Regions from separate parts of the Mus musculus genome. Here regions 2, 3, 4 and 5 are each linked to region 1. A link is a contact called in public ChIA-PET, HiChIP or PLAC-seq and promoter capture Hi-C data. All regions are on one chromosome and are shown on one strand. The core of a region is the stretch at or near the end of the contact, and the rest is flanking DNA. Distances in the headings are between cores, read along the strand shown. Region 1 holds the start of Golga5 (golgi autoantigen, golgin subfamily a, 5). Region 2 overlaps Rin3 (Ras and Rab interactor 3). Region 3 overlaps Rin3 (Ras and Rab interactor 3). Region 4 overlaps Slc24a4 (solute carrier family 24 (sodium/potassium/calcium exchanger), member 4). Region 5 overlaps Itpk1 (inositol 1,3,4-triphosphate 5/6 kinase).

What was found. Promoter capture Hi-C pulls out the DNA fragments that hold promoters and counts their contacts. ChIA-PET counts read pairs in DNA pulled down with a chosen protein or histone mark. HiChIP or PLAC-seq counts read pairs in DNA pulled down with a chosen protein or histone mark.
Region 2: a contact with region 1 is called in an RNA polymerase II ChIA-PET map of memory CD8 T cells, with 113 read pairs. The contact joins the enhancer-like site here to the promoter of Golga5 in region 1. A contact is called at or near these places in 1 of 39 promoter capture datasets (pre-B cells), 4 of 484 Hi-C or Micro-C datasets (CD8 T cells, cortical neurons, group 2 innate lymphoid cells and 1 more), 4 of 115 datasets of contacts at active chromatin or transcription factors (effector CD8 T cells, memory CD8 T cells, microglia and 1 more) and 1 of 9 other capture datasets (liver).
Region 3: an H3K27ac HiChIP or PLAC-seq map of extraembryonic endoderm stem cells shows a contact between it and region 1. The contact joins the enhancer-like site here to the promoter of Golga5 in region 1. A contact is called at or near these places in 1 of 484 Hi-C or Micro-C datasets (cortical neurons), 4 of 115 datasets of contacts at active chromatin or transcription factors (bone marrow-derived dendritic cells, extraembryonic endoderm stem cells, memory CD8 T cells and 1 more) and 2 of 9 other capture datasets (adipose tissue and liver).
Region 4: a contact with region 1 is called in an HNF4G HiChIP or PLAC-seq map of pancreatic cancer cells. The contact joins the enhancer-like site here to the promoter of Golga5 in region 1. A contact is called at or near these places in 8 of 39 promoter capture datasets (the 3T3-L1 cell line, the HPC-7 cell line, hematopoietic stem and progenitor cells and 4 more), 10 of 484 Hi-C or Micro-C datasets (the Ba/F3 cell line, the G1E-ER4 cell line, the HL-1 cell line and 5 more), 5 of 115 datasets of contacts at active chromatin or transcription factors (embryonic stem cells, extraembryonic endoderm stem cells, memory CD8 T cells and 2 more) and 2 of 9 other capture datasets (macrophages and pancreatic islet).
Region 5: a contact with region 1 is called in a promoter capture Hi-C map of pre-B cells, with 2.4 times the contacts expected there. The contact joins the enhancer-like site here to the promoter of Golga5 in region 1. A contact is called at or near these places in 3 of 39 promoter capture datasets (the C10 cell line, embryonic stem cells and pre-B cells), 1 of 484 Hi-C or Micro-C datasets (Th1 cells) and 3 of 9 other capture datasets (adipose tissue, liver and pancreatic islet).

The regions. Positions count from the first base shown.
Region 1 is chr12:102,467,876-102,470,575 of GRCm38.p6, reverse strand. Golga5 (golgi autoantigen, golgin subfamily a, 5) reads right to left here and starts at 1,442. Exons shown (of 13, transcript NM_001199004.1): 1 at 1,213-1,442. Gm30198 (a long non-coding RNA gene) reads right to left here. Exons shown (of 3, transcript XR_381856.1): 3 at 2,700.
Region 2 is chr12:102,307,298-102,309,997 of GRCm38.p6, reverse strand. All of the region lies in intron 1 of Rin3 (Ras and Rab interactor 3), which reads right to left. Among named protein-coding and RNA genes, the nearest start is that of Rin3, 26 kb to the right of the region's middle. Within about 2 kb of position 1,322, at least 102 of the 459 cell types and tissues checked have an H3K27ac peak or open chromatin away from gene starts, as enhancers often do. A contact at or near this core is called in CD8 T cells, effector CD8 T cells, group 2 innate lymphoid cells and 3 more, where this site is marked.
Region 3 is chr12:102,326,894-102,329,593 of GRCm38.p6, reverse strand. All of the region lies in intron 3 of Rin3 (Ras and Rab interactor 3), which reads right to left. Among named protein-coding and RNA genes, the nearest start is that of Rin3, 45 kb to the right of the region's middle. Within about 2 kb of position 1,318, at least 30 of the 459 cell types and tissues checked have an H3K27ac peak or open chromatin away from gene starts, as enhancers often do. A contact at or near this core is called in extraembryonic endoderm stem cells and trophoblast stem cells, where this site is marked.
Region 4 is chr12:102,260,500-102,263,273 of GRCm38.p6, reverse strand. All of the region lies in intron 14 of Slc24a4 (solute carrier family 24 (sodium/potassium/calcium exchanger), member 4), which reads right to left. Among named protein-coding and RNA genes, the nearest start is that of Gm25203, 8.2 kb to the right of the region's middle. Within about 2 kb of position 1,258, at least 66 of the 459 cell types and tissues checked have an H3K27ac peak or open chromatin away from gene starts, as enhancers often do. A contact at or near this core is called in pancreatic cancer cells, where this site is marked.
Region 5 is chr12:102,645,065-102,647,764 of GRCm38.p6, reverse strand. All of the region lies in intron 2 of Itpk1 (inositol 1,3,4-triphosphate 5/6 kinase), which reads left to right. Among named protein-coding and RNA genes, the nearest start is that of Mir1936, 39 kb to the left of the region's middle. Within about 2 kb of position 1,329, at least 124 of the 459 cell types and tissues checked have an H3K27ac peak or open chromatin away from gene starts, as enhancers often do. A contact at or near this core is called in Th1 cells, adipose tissue and pre-B cells, where this site is marked.

The DNA of each region.
Region 1 (2,700 bases), core at 193-2,692:
GGTGCCAAAGTCAAGGCCACGAAGTAAAATTAACCTTTAAGCTGTAGAATGAAGTAAACTACAAAGTCAACAGTGTTGGTTGAATGTGGTCAGTGTCCCTTTGGCTTGGAACTATTAGATCTTGGGCTTTCTTCACTAAATTGGCATCAGAGTTGTCTTTCCTTCCCTTCTATGCTAGGTCTTTTTATTCTGTGTGCATGCCCTTCTTTTGCCTTACACTGCTTCAGGTTGTTGCAACTGTTGTTTTAAAACATGTCTCTCCCTGCTGGGGAAGGGGGAGTGGGTGGATACACACAATGCCTGGTTTGCTCAATGATAAATTCCAATTCTAGCCCACACACAGGCACTCCTAGAAACACTACTGAAGTAATTCATCCTTATATGTCAAGTGTTGTGCAAACACTATCACTAAAAATAATATAATATAAAAATAAAATAATAAAAATAATATAGTAACATAATGCTCAGCTACATTATATGGCAAACTGTAAAGTCCTTTAGAAACAAATAAAGATGGATATGGCTTAGAAAGATCCTGGAACTTCGATGGCACCTCAGACACTGGAATCTAGGTCAACCTAGAGGTAAACCCACCTTTTAACCTCTCCGCTCTAACCTCGTCGGAAGTTAACTGTTTCAACACACTCTTTAGGAAACCCATTTAAGTGTGTATTTCAATTTATGAGAAACCAAATGAAAAAGGAATGTAACATGCCTTCTGACTTATAAAACGTTACACAAGCTCGATGTAAAAATTAGTGATGAGCGAGAGAAAAGTAGCTCTCCTAATAAAAAAAAGCCTGAAGACAATTAATGTCTTGCCTCCCATCTGAAAGTTAACGGGGCTTTAAAACATATCTTTCACGTGGATCGTAGACACTAAACCTGAGCTCTTATCTCAGTGACAGACTCCAAGAGGGGACTTCCCGTGGTGCAAAGCCACCGGGAAGGTCAGATGTCACACAGAGGCGGGGGTCAGGGGTCAGGCCCGGCGGTGTGACCACGGGTCCCCGAGAGGCGAGAACACATCGTACTGGGTCCCCAGAGCAGAGTCGGGGTGGAGGGCGGGTCAGCCTCGGTATCCGGAGGCTACGGGGCTCTGGCATCCCCTTCCTTGTCCCTGAGCGAAGACGAGCACGACAGCGCTCGGGAAAGGCGGAGACCGGGTCCCGCAGGCCAAGCCGTCCCGCCCGCGGCCTGGTCGCGCCTCACCTGAGGACGCCGAGCGGCAGCACCGCGGCCTCGTCGCCCGCCCGGGCCGCCACAGCAGCCCGCTGCTCCCGGACCTGCCGGCTAGCTCTTCCGGGAGACGTGGAAGGGCGGCGAGGACCTCAAAACAGAGTGGCCAACGAGCTGCCTGAGTGGCCGGAAGCTGAGCGCCGCCGGCCGCCTAGCAGGTCACTCAGGCGGCGGCGCCGGCGGCCGCGGGGCCCTAGCGCCAGGCCACGCCCCCTTCCGTCTGCCGCCGAACCGGGTGCCGCGCCAGCGTGCGTGTGACGTAACGCCGCCGGCACGCGGCCTCCACAACATTGCGGAGCACGCCCACAACGGGGGGCAGGGTCCCGAGCACCACAGGGGCGGGCCCAAGCCAAACTGGGCGGGGCATGAGCCGGCCCAGGCCTCTGAGCTCCTCCTCCCTTTCAAAAGTTTTACACGTGAGGATTTCGAGGCAGAGACTGGAACTGTCTAATCCCTGGGCCTGTGGGATGGTTCAGTAAATAGAGTACATAGATAAATAGCCAGGACTAACGGCCTGAGTTCTGAGTTCTGAGTTCATTCACAAAGCACACACACACACACACACACACACACACACACACACAAATTAAAAATACAAGGGCTGTGGAACAACATTATGAACTAACAGTACCCCGGAGCTCTTGACTCTAGCTGCATATGTATCAAAAGATGGCCTAGTCGGCCATCACTGGAAAGAGAGGCCCATTGGACTTGCAAACTTTATATGCCCAGTACAAGGGAACGCCAGGGCCAAAAAGTGGGAGTGGGTGGGAGGGTATGGGGGACTTTTTGGGATAGCATTGGAAATGTAAATGAGAAAAATACCTAATTTTAAAAAAACTGGGAAAGGGGATAACATTTGAAATGTAAACAAAAAAAATATCCAATTAAAAAAAAAATACAAGGGCTGGAGAGGTGGCTCAGTGGTTAAGAGCACTGGCTGCTTGCTCTTCCAGAGGTCCTGAGGTCAATGGCTCACAACCAACTGTAATGGGATGGGATCTGGTGCCCTCTCCTGGTGTGCCTGAGGGCAGCTACAGTGTACTCATATAAATGAAATAAATCTTTAAAAGAAAAAAAGAATACAATTTAAAGGGATGGGGTGAAGAACTCGGGAAGGGGGGACCAGTAAGGGGGGCAACATTTGGAATGTAAATACATAAAATAGTATAAGAAAAAAAATAAAAGAATACAATTTTTTAAAAAGAACCTGCTTTCAAGTGACAGAGATGGATTTTGCCTAAACTAATGAATCAACAATAGTTCAGAGCCTTTTGTAAACCAAGAGAAACAGGGAGAAGTATCCCGAGGTAGGAAAATAAGTCAGTTTGTGAGGGTTCCTTGTAGAAAAGATAACTTGAACTGAGACTATTATTCAATAGTGCTATAGTTATATTTTGCATACAGCTCACAGACTTTTTGAAATGGGTTTTTAAAAAGAAAATCTGTGTTCAATAATTC
Region 2 (2,700 bases), core at 73-2,572, 160 kb after region 1:
TCCCACGCTGAATCAAAGCCCCAGGGCAGAGAAAACAGTTTGCATGAATCAATGTGAAGTTCAGATGGTGTCTATTTACATATGCCTGTTTGTTTACTTGGCTTCTGCATCCATTTTATACTAAAGCGGTCATGAACAGTCATCGAATACTGAACTCTGTAGTTAACAACCCACGTGCTGACATATTCGGGGAGGTCTAGGATTTTCTCTGGAACGCACAAAGATAAAGTGAACTTAGGATGAATGAAGGCAGGCAGCAATGCAAACAAAGAACATTAAGGGTAAATGGTGGATATGACTGTTCACTGCAAAGCCTACTTCCTCAGTGTGCTTTACATTTAATTTCATTGTTTAGGAAACCGTCTAAGATAAAGTTCTTCGCATCCCATGTGGCCTGTCCAGATAGAGCCTACTTGCCCGGATCTGAATACAGGCTGTGTGACTTCAGTCACTTCTCCGGGCTTCAGTTTAATTATTTTTTTTTTTTTTAAGTCTTTGTTGCACAGGATTACCGTGCCAGTCTGATGCGGTGACTGTTGAGGATTTAGCACTCTGCCTACCTGTAACTCAACAGAGCTAGCTCTTGTGTAAGAACTTATTTACCCCTCAGCTCTCTTCCTGCTACAACCCCCACTCTCACCTCACTGTGTAGATTTGATATGAGGACTCAGCACATCCAATTGCAGTGAATGGTGCTCACATCTGTGATTCTATCTTGCATCCGAGACACCTGGTCGTGGTGGCAACCCATGAGATCAAGAGCATTAGAGATGTGTAGCCTGATGTGAACGCGGCTGCCAGGAGAATCCAATTTTCTTGACCATGTGACATACCACAAGGAGGATGCTTTTCATGCCCCTAAACACAGCTGGTGGATGAATAGGCAAGGGCAGCATGGTGGACACACCTGGCAGTGACAAGCACCATGGACCAATCAAATGTGGGCTTCAAAGATGCTTTCCAGGAAAGTCAGCTCCTTGAGGTCCCTCTAGGTCCACTCTGAGAGTAAACACGACAGAGGCTGGCTCTGAGCCCTTAGGGTGATGGGTGTTTTTGGCCTAGAGAACTGTGTATGAGGTCATAGGCCTTGTCTCCAGGCAAGATATAGAAGGCAGAGACGCCAAGGCCTTGGAAAGATGTGGATTTCATACTATGTGAGAAGAGGTCAGAGACAGAAGGGGCAAAGCTTCCTGGCATCCGCCTGCCATGACCAAGCTAAAGAGAGGCAGGGAACTCAGAAAAACTGAGCTCTCAACAGTCCACAGGAAACAGGCAGGAGGTGTGATCTCTGACTTGCCGCGTGACGAGCGGGCCCTCTCTGAGCTTTGCCTGTGGCTGTAACTCCTGCTGTCAGTGATGGTCGCTGAGCCCTCTTGGCTCTGTGCCTGTCATCTGTTTGGAAGAGCAGAGACTCTGACGCCCACGCTCTCCCTCCTGACAGCAGATGCTGAGACTGCCGTACCCTGAAATCTTTGATTGTAGATAAAGAAGCAAGCAGGCGTGACATGTGACAGAGACGGGCCGTCGTGAACGGAGTTGACAGTGTAAAAGATCTAGGCCAGGAGTTATGGAGGAGCTCTGCCACAAACAGAAGCCCTCCAAGACAGATATCCTTCGGTTCGTGGTGCAAGCACTGGCTCTGGGGGCCCCCAGTCGTCCCCTCTCACAGCTGTCTAGAGACACTCTATTGCCTCCGTGTGCCTGTGGTCAGCTGCCCAAGGAGTCCACAGTGTCCCTTGGCACCAGATTCCCTGGGATGTTTTGAACAGCTCTGCAAGGAAGGAGGGAGCTGCCTCCAGGGACAGTGAGCAAGGTCTGGGAGCTGCCCCAGGCCTCACGAACCTCAATGGGAAGGTGGCAGAAACACTATTGGGGGTCAGAGCAGTCAGGAGACAGAATGGGGCTCTGGCTGGCTGCCACCCACTAGAGAGAGTGCAGAAGTTTCCTGGCCCAGAGCCAGAGGCTTTGGCTGCTTGGTGAGCTCCGTGGAGCTTTACTGGGAGAACTGAGACCTCTTGTGTAGATCCGGACAGGACCCTAGACGGTTTGAGAGATGGGAAAGCCATGCCACCTCATCCCACCATGCTGAGTCAGGGAAGGCCCAGACCCTCTGCACAAGGCTCCGAGGGAACAGAGAAGGCAGGACGAGCTTCACAGAGGCCGTGTGAGCTCCGCCACTCTCACACCTGTACTCTGCCCCTTCCCAAAATTGAGTCAATGAAATGGCTCAGTGAGTCAAAGGGCTTGCTGCCAAGCCTGAAGAACTGTGTTTGGATCTCAAGACCCATAGGATGGAGGGAAAGAAATGATTCTTACAACTTGTCCTCTGACTTCCACGCATACATCCCCTTTCCACATTTGCATACTTGTAGTAGCTGGCAAAGAAAATTCGATAATCTTTTTTTTTTTCCTCCAGTCTTATTTGGGACCAGATATAGAGATATATACATAAACACAAGGAATAGCTTCCAGACAGCCATGCAAGGAATCATTATAGACAGTTCTGAGATGTTCAGGGAGTGGGGGTGACTCAAATCATTATAATGATTACACCTTGCTTCTATGATGAAAATTATCTTCAATCAACAGATTTCTCATCTGTTCCATGGAGCTGGTGAAGCCTGGCTCGTGGGAACATCCATGTAGGCCTTACTAGGTAATAATGTTGGTGGTCACTTTGCTAGCTCATCCCAACCGGAT
Region 3 (2,700 bases), core at 69-2,568, 140 kb after region 1:
TTATTTCCTGGAAAGAGAGTTCACAGATTTCTGATAACTTGTCAGACAACCTTGCAGGACACACTGGGGTCCAGACAGTGACATGTTGGGCAGAGGGCCATGCCTCCGTCAAGATGGCTTAGTTACGCATGCCTCGTACCCTCCACTTAACCTAAACCCCATCTCAGCATCCCGAAGATGGACTTGTGGAGGATGGTCGCTGGATCTCTCAAGTTGTTCGTCTTCCCACAGCGAGGAGCTCTCCTTTCTCATCCTTACATCATTACGCATCTGCTTCATTTGCCTATTGAGGACAGGTGGCCAAGCCCAGCTCACAGTTCTGGTAATACACATCCATCCATCTTGACAAAACTTCACTCAGCTAAACTTTCACAGCTCCTGGACCTTCTCAGACACCCTTCATATACTGCCTGTTCTAGCAACGACCCCTCTAAGTGTGACAGGAACCTCCACCCTACCTGTCCGACCGTCATTTAGACCCAATCAGGCTTTTCTTGTTTCCCATCCCCTAGAAGAAGGGACAATCTGTCCATCTTCAGCCAGCATCCCATTAGATCTTTCATCCACCTTGCTATAAGTTCCCACCTGTGCAAGCTGAGTCGGGACTGGGCCGGTTCTGCACGTGAGAGCCCAATGGCTGCAATGTTTCTGAACTGAATCTGTCTTAACCCTGCTAACCACCATCTCACACTTACTTGCCTTCATAAGGCTCTGAATTGGAAGTGGGACATGAAATCAAACTCGTGCCCTGGTTTCCAAGGGCTGGGTTGTCTTTAAGGTGCAGAGGCCTAGATGTGATGCCCCAAAGGCAGCAGCCAGCCAGCAGAAAAGGCACATAGGACAAAGGAGCAGAGAAGAATTCCAGACAGCTCCAGGGCCAGCTCCAGTCTCGCCTCTCACCTCTAAAACCCTCAGGCACCCTGCCTTGATCCTGTACTTTCTCCACACGGCCCTGGGCATGCCCCCATCTGAGCAGTTTCCAATCCTAGAGCTAAAACTCACTCGCTCAAGGCATGTGGGTCCCTAAATGTACAGAGGAAACTAAGATGTGGCAGCCTAGTCCTGAAGTCATGACTCTCAGTAAGAGGCAGGGGGATCCCGAAATCCTAGCCCAGCAGTTTGTGCCTACTGGTCAACCTTCTCTTGGGGTCAAAAACACATCCAGCATCATGTGGCCCCAGAGACACCGTGAAGGTCACATTCTCCAGGCCATATGAAAAATGACCCAGGTTCTTGGGGAACAAGAGACAATCCAAACAACCCCACCCTTTCTGAGTCATCAAAGGACACAATGTACTTCAGTGGTTTGGAAAAACCGAAACACTCCCCATCCTCTTTGAGAACCCCACCCCCACCCTGACTCCACAGCCCTTTCCAGATCCACCTCTGTACTCTCATACTAGAGGGCGGGGCAACTCCCAGAATTCCTTAAAATCCTTCTGCTTGGGGCTGGAGAGATGGCTTTGTGGTGGAGAGCACTGGCTGCTCTTCCAGAGGAACCGGGTTCAATTCCCAGCAACCACACAGCAGCTCATACCTGTCTGTAACTCCAGTTCCAGGGCTTCTGACACCCTCACACGCAGGCAAAACACCAATACACATAAAAACAAGTTATATATTAAAAAATCCAGTGGGTCTGCTTCCCTGGGCACATAGTTCACTATATTTCACAGTGTCCCCTGCAGTTAGGTTTGGTCATGTGACAGAGTTCTAGCTAACAAAATATGGGTATAGGAGGTGCCTAGACTCTTTTTTCCAGTCTACACAGTTACCTTGGACCCAACCGTATAATATGGAGGTCACATGCTGAAGATAGCAGAACAGTGGGGTGCCTGCAGGGGGCCTAAGGGAGGCATAGCTGGCCTGTGCTTGGAAATTAGCTTCCTGCAGCTTTAAGTCATTTCTTGGTATTGAGGCAGTTGGCTGATTTCCACCTGGCACATCCCCCAGGACAGTAAAAGCCTTTTCGCTTCTGTCTCCTTATCTTACTTGATATCCTAAGAGGCAGGCGTTGTGTGTTCTTGCCATAGGATGCAGCACCTGTACTACCTAGGGATATACATTCTCGGTGCAGCCCTGGCTCTCCTGGCACTCACTCTGTGGACCAGGCTGGCCTTGAACTCAGAGATCTGCTTGCCTCTTCTTCCTGAGTGCAAGTATTAAAGGCATTTGATACCACTGCCTGGCTTGGGGCACAGGCGTTTTGTTCATGTGGTTTGAGTTACTGGAAAGACCTTCTCCCAGCAGGATGGGGACCTGCCCTACTTTCCTTTTGTAGAAAATCACCCTTTTATTGGACAAACACAAGCACCTTCACACATTCAGAGCCTAACCCTAAAGCCTTCTCCTCTTAGATACCCTCACACAGTAGATATTCTTTGATATTCTTCCCAGTTTAGGGAGGATCTGGACCTGCCCCACCTGACAGGTGCCCCCTGGCAGTAACAGCTGTCATACCACAGAACAAGTGATGCCTGTTAGCCCTGCTCTAGCATAGCCACCCTCTAGCCTGACTGAAAACCCCCTCACCCTAAGGCAAGGACTTCCTTCTTATTCATCTATGTAGGTTCTCAGTGTCTTGAAAAGCAGGCATCCAAGAGTACTTACTGTCATTCTGCTGTTGACCTAGGGTGATAAGCCTCAGGGAACACCCTGGAATTGTTTCTCTGGGTGTGAGCTCATGCCTGGAATAGCCTATGG
Region 4 (2,774 bases), core at 9-2,508, 210 kb after region 1:
GTATCTTCACCATCCTCCTGTGAGCCAGACCTCCCCTCCTGTGTTCTCATTGCTGTTCTCTGATGACCCCCAACCCCAGTGCATGCCTCTTCCTTCCTGGTGTGAAAAATTTTAGAATCTTGGCAGCTTAGGGCTCTGAGGTCTGGACTCTGGTCTAGCAGGCTCCCAGCCTCAGGTCCCATGAAGGAATGTGCTTGGGACCAACTCCTTGTACCTGGTGAGGATAGGCTAAAGATGTTGGAATTTGGAGAGGAGGGGTTGAGTGCTTCTCAGGGCAACTGTCAGAGCTGCACAGGTAGCCGGGAAGATAAGTAACTCTTTGAGGAGCCTTGGAAAGTGTGAGTCACACCTTAAGGAGTGCACATGTCACCTGGGGTTTCTGTAAGAAGCAGGTGCTGACTGAGCATGGCTGTGTAGGATCTGCGGGTTTGGATATGTCATTGGGGGTGCCCCAGTCAATACCTGCCAGGCTTTGCCTGTAGGGAGCCCTATGGAGGTTGGTGCAGATGCTCCTGTCAGAGCACCTTTGTGATTCCCTGCTTCACACAGTTGACTCTGAATGGGGCTCCGAACCCTTTGTCATAGAGACCCTTCTACTCTGACCATGTGGACTGGGTTCTGTCGATCACATCACTATTAACTTAGGACAGCTTGGCACCCCAAGCCTCAGCCTCACACACATTTCTTCCACTGTAGCTACTGTGCAACAGTTTCCTGCTATAGAACCCTGCTTATCCCTGTTCCTAAATGAGACCCTTCATTGAGCCCATTGGGACCTTGAGGCGTCTAGAATTGCAATACTTCCTGCTTGTGTCTAAGGAAAACATCCTTTTGCCTTGTCTTCCCTTAGCTCCACTCAGGGGAGACTTTGTTACCTTTGTGCTGTGGACTATGTGAGACTGACTTCCCCTAGGCTCATGTGACTGAATGTCTGAGAGGCCCCCGTGACCCTCAGTTTTCTTCTCACTCGATGTATTGTGCAAGGAGCTGTCCCTACCCTGCCTCTAATTCATGACCTCCCAGATCCTCTGGCTGTGACTGGGTTTAGAATTTTTACAGATGCCAATAAATAAAGTTATACTGAAGTAAGTGGGCTCTAATCCAGCTGTTCTTGTAAGCAGGAAATGTGGCTGCAGATACACAGAGGGACACACAGCCCATAACAGCAGAAACAGAGCCCACAGCGGGACACAGCTACAGGCCAAGCGAGTCAGAGAGGTGTGGTTCACACGGAATCGAGTAGGAATGTGAAGAGTGCATAGGCCCCACAGGCCCTGGGGCCCTGGCGTCAAACTTCCGGTAAGGTAAGTTCAATTGTGTGGAGCTGTCCTGGAAAGGGCAAAGGTCACCCAAGTAAATTCCATTCCCCTCAGCTGCTGCTTCCAGTGACCTCTAATTCTGTCAGGCACTTGCCTACCTACTCTCCCTACATGCTCTCACACTGCCTTCTCTTCAGGTCTTCTCAGCCTTTGAATCTCTTGGAGAAATGTGCCTTAATTTGCAGAGCCAACTCTTCTCCCTGGCACTGCCCTCTCCAGCCTCCATCTTGTTCCACCTGGGTCACTTCCTAAACCCCAAAGAAAGCCCATACGCAAAGCAAAACACTTCACATCTTCTAGAATTCAGGAGAACAGACAGAGCCAGTGTCTGGGAGTCCTACGATGCCTGCCTGAGTCAGACATGGCTCTCATATGTTATGGCTTGGACCTACAATGTTTCCATCAGCCTCATGTTCTGAGCACTTGTTCCTCAGATGGAGGAACCTGTTCCTTAGATGCATTGTGGAGCCGCTGGGAAGTGGAACCTAAGTTTTGACACTGGGTCACCACTTCCAGCCTCTGGTTCCCGATCCACCGCCATGTGGATACTCATTACCACCCATGCCCAATGCCACATTGTGTGCCCTGCAGTTTCTGCTGTGATGGGCTGAGCTCTCTGGAAACCACGAGCAAAGATAAAGCTGTCTTCTTTTATGTATTGTGGAGTAATTTGGTCGCAGCAGAACAAAAGTAACTAAAGCATATAATCAGTCATTTGCTGTATGACTTCTAGGTGGAGGCTCTGTCCCGTCCCACACTGTAACCTCAGGACATGTCTCCTTTAAAACAACCACATAGGAAAGCACTTTGAAAGATCTAAGGGAGTCCATCTCAGTATTTGTCAGAGTATAGCTTTTTCTTCTGGGCATACCAAGACCATCCCATATCCATCAAGGAGCAGAGATAACCTCAGCCCTGTAGTCATGGCGACGAAATGAGTGCAGTACATTGACAGAGGGGCCTGTGGTGAAGGGGGTGGGGGTGGAGTGGGGAGACTATTGACTTCTCAAGCAGGAGAGGGATGAAGATCATCAGACCTTTACCTGAGAGTCTACCTACTACTCCCTCCTGCCTCCAAGTAGCACAAAAGCCTATTGGCTCTAGCATCCTCTTGCCCACCAGGGCCTGTGCAGCTAGGATGCAGGAGGGAGTTGTGGGTGGGCTTCTTGATGCAGCTCTCACAAGGTCATCGTCCATGGTGGGGTGGGACTCATAGCAATGCAGGGAGGTTTGGGGGTTACCCATATTCCTGTAAGTGGCTCCTCCACACCCCCCCTCCCCCATGCTGGAAGTAAAGCCAGTAAACTCCCTGGTTCCCCAAGCTAGAGTTGGATGGAATTTCTTTGGTCTGTCATCAGCGCCCTGTATGGGGTGGATAGATATTTGTCCATGTCTCTCCAGGAACAGGGAAGGAGACAGGGAACTTGCCAGCGGGGGATGGGGGCTGAGGCTTAA
Region 5 (2,700 bases), core at 80-2,579, 180 kb before region 1:
TTTTTTTTTTTTGCCCAAGATGGAGACTAGATTCTGAAGTTAGTTCTGAAACAGCAAAAAACATCTGAACTAGAGGGTCTAAGTCCTACCTTTAGTTTTGGTCCTCTGACCCAGTTCGCTGACCACATGTAGGCAGAGACCCTGGTGCTTTCGTGGTTTGAGCGTTACGGTGTCTACTCTGCTTTTCTGTGTCCTGTGTTCTAGCCTTTGGTTGCAGAGCCTTGTGGGACAGTCATGGGGAACTCAGGCCCTCTTGTCCTCAGCAGAGTCCCCTGGGGGCCTCAAGGGAGCTGAATTAAAAGGCCTCACTGACTTGGCCCTGTGGCTTCCTGGCTGGCCACCTGGTCCAGCACTCAGTGGGACTATGGAGGCTGAGCATTAAAAACTAACTGGCAAAGCCTTGAGGTTTGACCAGAGAGGAACCTGGTCCCTCCCTGTTTACCTTTGGGTAGAGATGCTATGCTGTCTGTGCATGACTAGCGAGGCCATGATGCCTGGCGGGCTTCCGTTGGACTTGGACTGTGAGCCTCTGGACGGTCAGCTTAGGCAAAGGTTCTAGGTGTGGGCTGTGAATTTAGGGCTCTGAAGTTAGGTAGATCTCACCAGGGTGGGTCTTTAAATGCTCCTGCCCTGGCCTAATGTGGGTGGATCTGGGGTTGGACTCTGGGTGCCAGTGTCAAGAGTCAACTGCTGAGGCTTCATGCTTAGCGGGGCTCTCTCCTGGCTGGACTGAGGACAGAGGCCGCACCCCTCTTCACACTCTGCAGAGCTGGCGTGCCTTAGGCAGCTCCTCCCCTCCTCTTCCTCCTTCCCTTTTCCTCCAGGATCTACAGCCCCCAGATGGTGGCTCAGTCACTTAATACTGTGAATGACCCCAGGTGGCTCTGGGTCCAGTGTTTGCAGGGCCCTATGACTCCAGCCCCAGAGTCTGTCCGATGTCAGTCCTTCTGCAGGCACTCAGCTTTGATGGCCAGGGTTTTGAGTTTTTATGCTGGCTTTCTCAGTAATTACCAACCTTACTTAGTCACTGCCCCCTTCCTTTTGGCTGGGCCTCAGCTTCCCCTTTCTGTGCAGAAGGGGTTGGACTATGACAGACTGGAAACTCAGATGGAGTCCTACCAAACGTTTTTTACATTTTTCTTTAAATTCATTGCCAGCAGGTGAACAAGTTGCTCTGTTCTTGCCCTTGCCAACTTCCTGGCCATGTCTGCTGTGGCCATTTCAAGTTGGTGTTCTCTGGGTCTTTTGAGGCTCCCCTGGAGCCTCTGGCTCTGACTTCCAGAGAGGCAGCAGAAGAGGGAAGTGGGGGCTGATTACTCCCCACAGTGCCTGTAGCTGAGGATCTGGGATTGACAGAGGCGGCTTTTCATTTGACGGATACTTGGGTGTGGGCATGAGTATGGGTTAGCAGACTTGGCGGCTAGAAATACCTAAGGAGCAGAGCTGCAACCAGGATGGTAGTAGCAAGGTGCATGTTGGGGCCACTGAGAGAGGAAGAAGAACTAGCAAGCAATGCAACAAGAACTTTGATCAAGTTCCCTGCAGGGCTCAGTCATGACACCAGCTCTCTGCTGTGGGGTCAAGAGAGGCTGTGGCTTAGGGTGCCCCCTGGAACTTCTTCTGCACACTTCTGTGGCTTGGACCCCGCTTCATCAGCCCTTCAGCCCTGTGGTTCGTTGGTCACAGATGGCAGATTTCCATTGAGCCCCAGATGGGACTTACCGCCTACTGCTTAGTTGAGGCTGCCCAGGTGTGGGCACACACACAGTCCATGTGTGGGCACATCCTTCTGGTGCCCTTTGTTCATCTGGGAGGGGGCATTTTGCACCCAGATATCATTCCCTGTGTGCCAGATGTACATGGATTTCCTATTGAAAGTTGCCCCTAAATGAGAAAGTGGTCAGTGGAATGACTGTGTGGGTGTTGGGAGTTTTAGAGTAGTCAGAAGAGTAAGCACAGACCCTTTTTGTGCATACTGGGGTAGATTTGCAACCTTGCACCCCAATTGTATGATCTACTGAGCCCCTGTTTCACGCACGCCTTTGTGTTCTTAATTCACCTGTGGCCCACTCGGTCATCCTAGGTCAATATTTAAGCTGATGCCAAGACGCTTCAGAAAGGTTTCCCTCAAAATGTAGGCTTCGGTGGGAAGCTAGCCATGGAATGCATGAGAGTTTGCACTTGAAGTCAAATCTGAGAGAGCACTGAAGTTCTGTTCCTCCCAGGGGAAAGGAGACCCTGCTGTGACCACCAGCTCCTGCCTCTGTTCCTGAGCCCCAGTGGGAGATGGAGAAGGCACCGGTCTGAGTTTGGATTTTTGCCTCCATGCTGTCAGGGCCCAGCTCGTCTTGTTTCTGTTCCTAGCCTTGTCTCTCTCTTGTCCTGTCCAGTGTGTGTGTGTGTGTGTGTGTGTGTGTGTGTGTGTGTGTGTGTGTGTGTTTTATATTAACTTCTTACAAAATGGTGAGACTGCACGACTGCACACAGGGGACCTGAAAATGAGCGTCCCTGTAGTATCAGGTCACCCGGGCATCTAGGTTGGAATTGCTTGGCTGGGAGGAAGAGGGCCTGTGTTTGTTACTAGCCACAGATGAACAGAAAGTGACTGGGAGTAGCAGAGTAGAAAAGGGTGTCTGTTTTTTGTTGCCTGTGTTTGAAGCTTGGGTTGTTACTGTGAGATCCAGGACAAGTATTTGCATT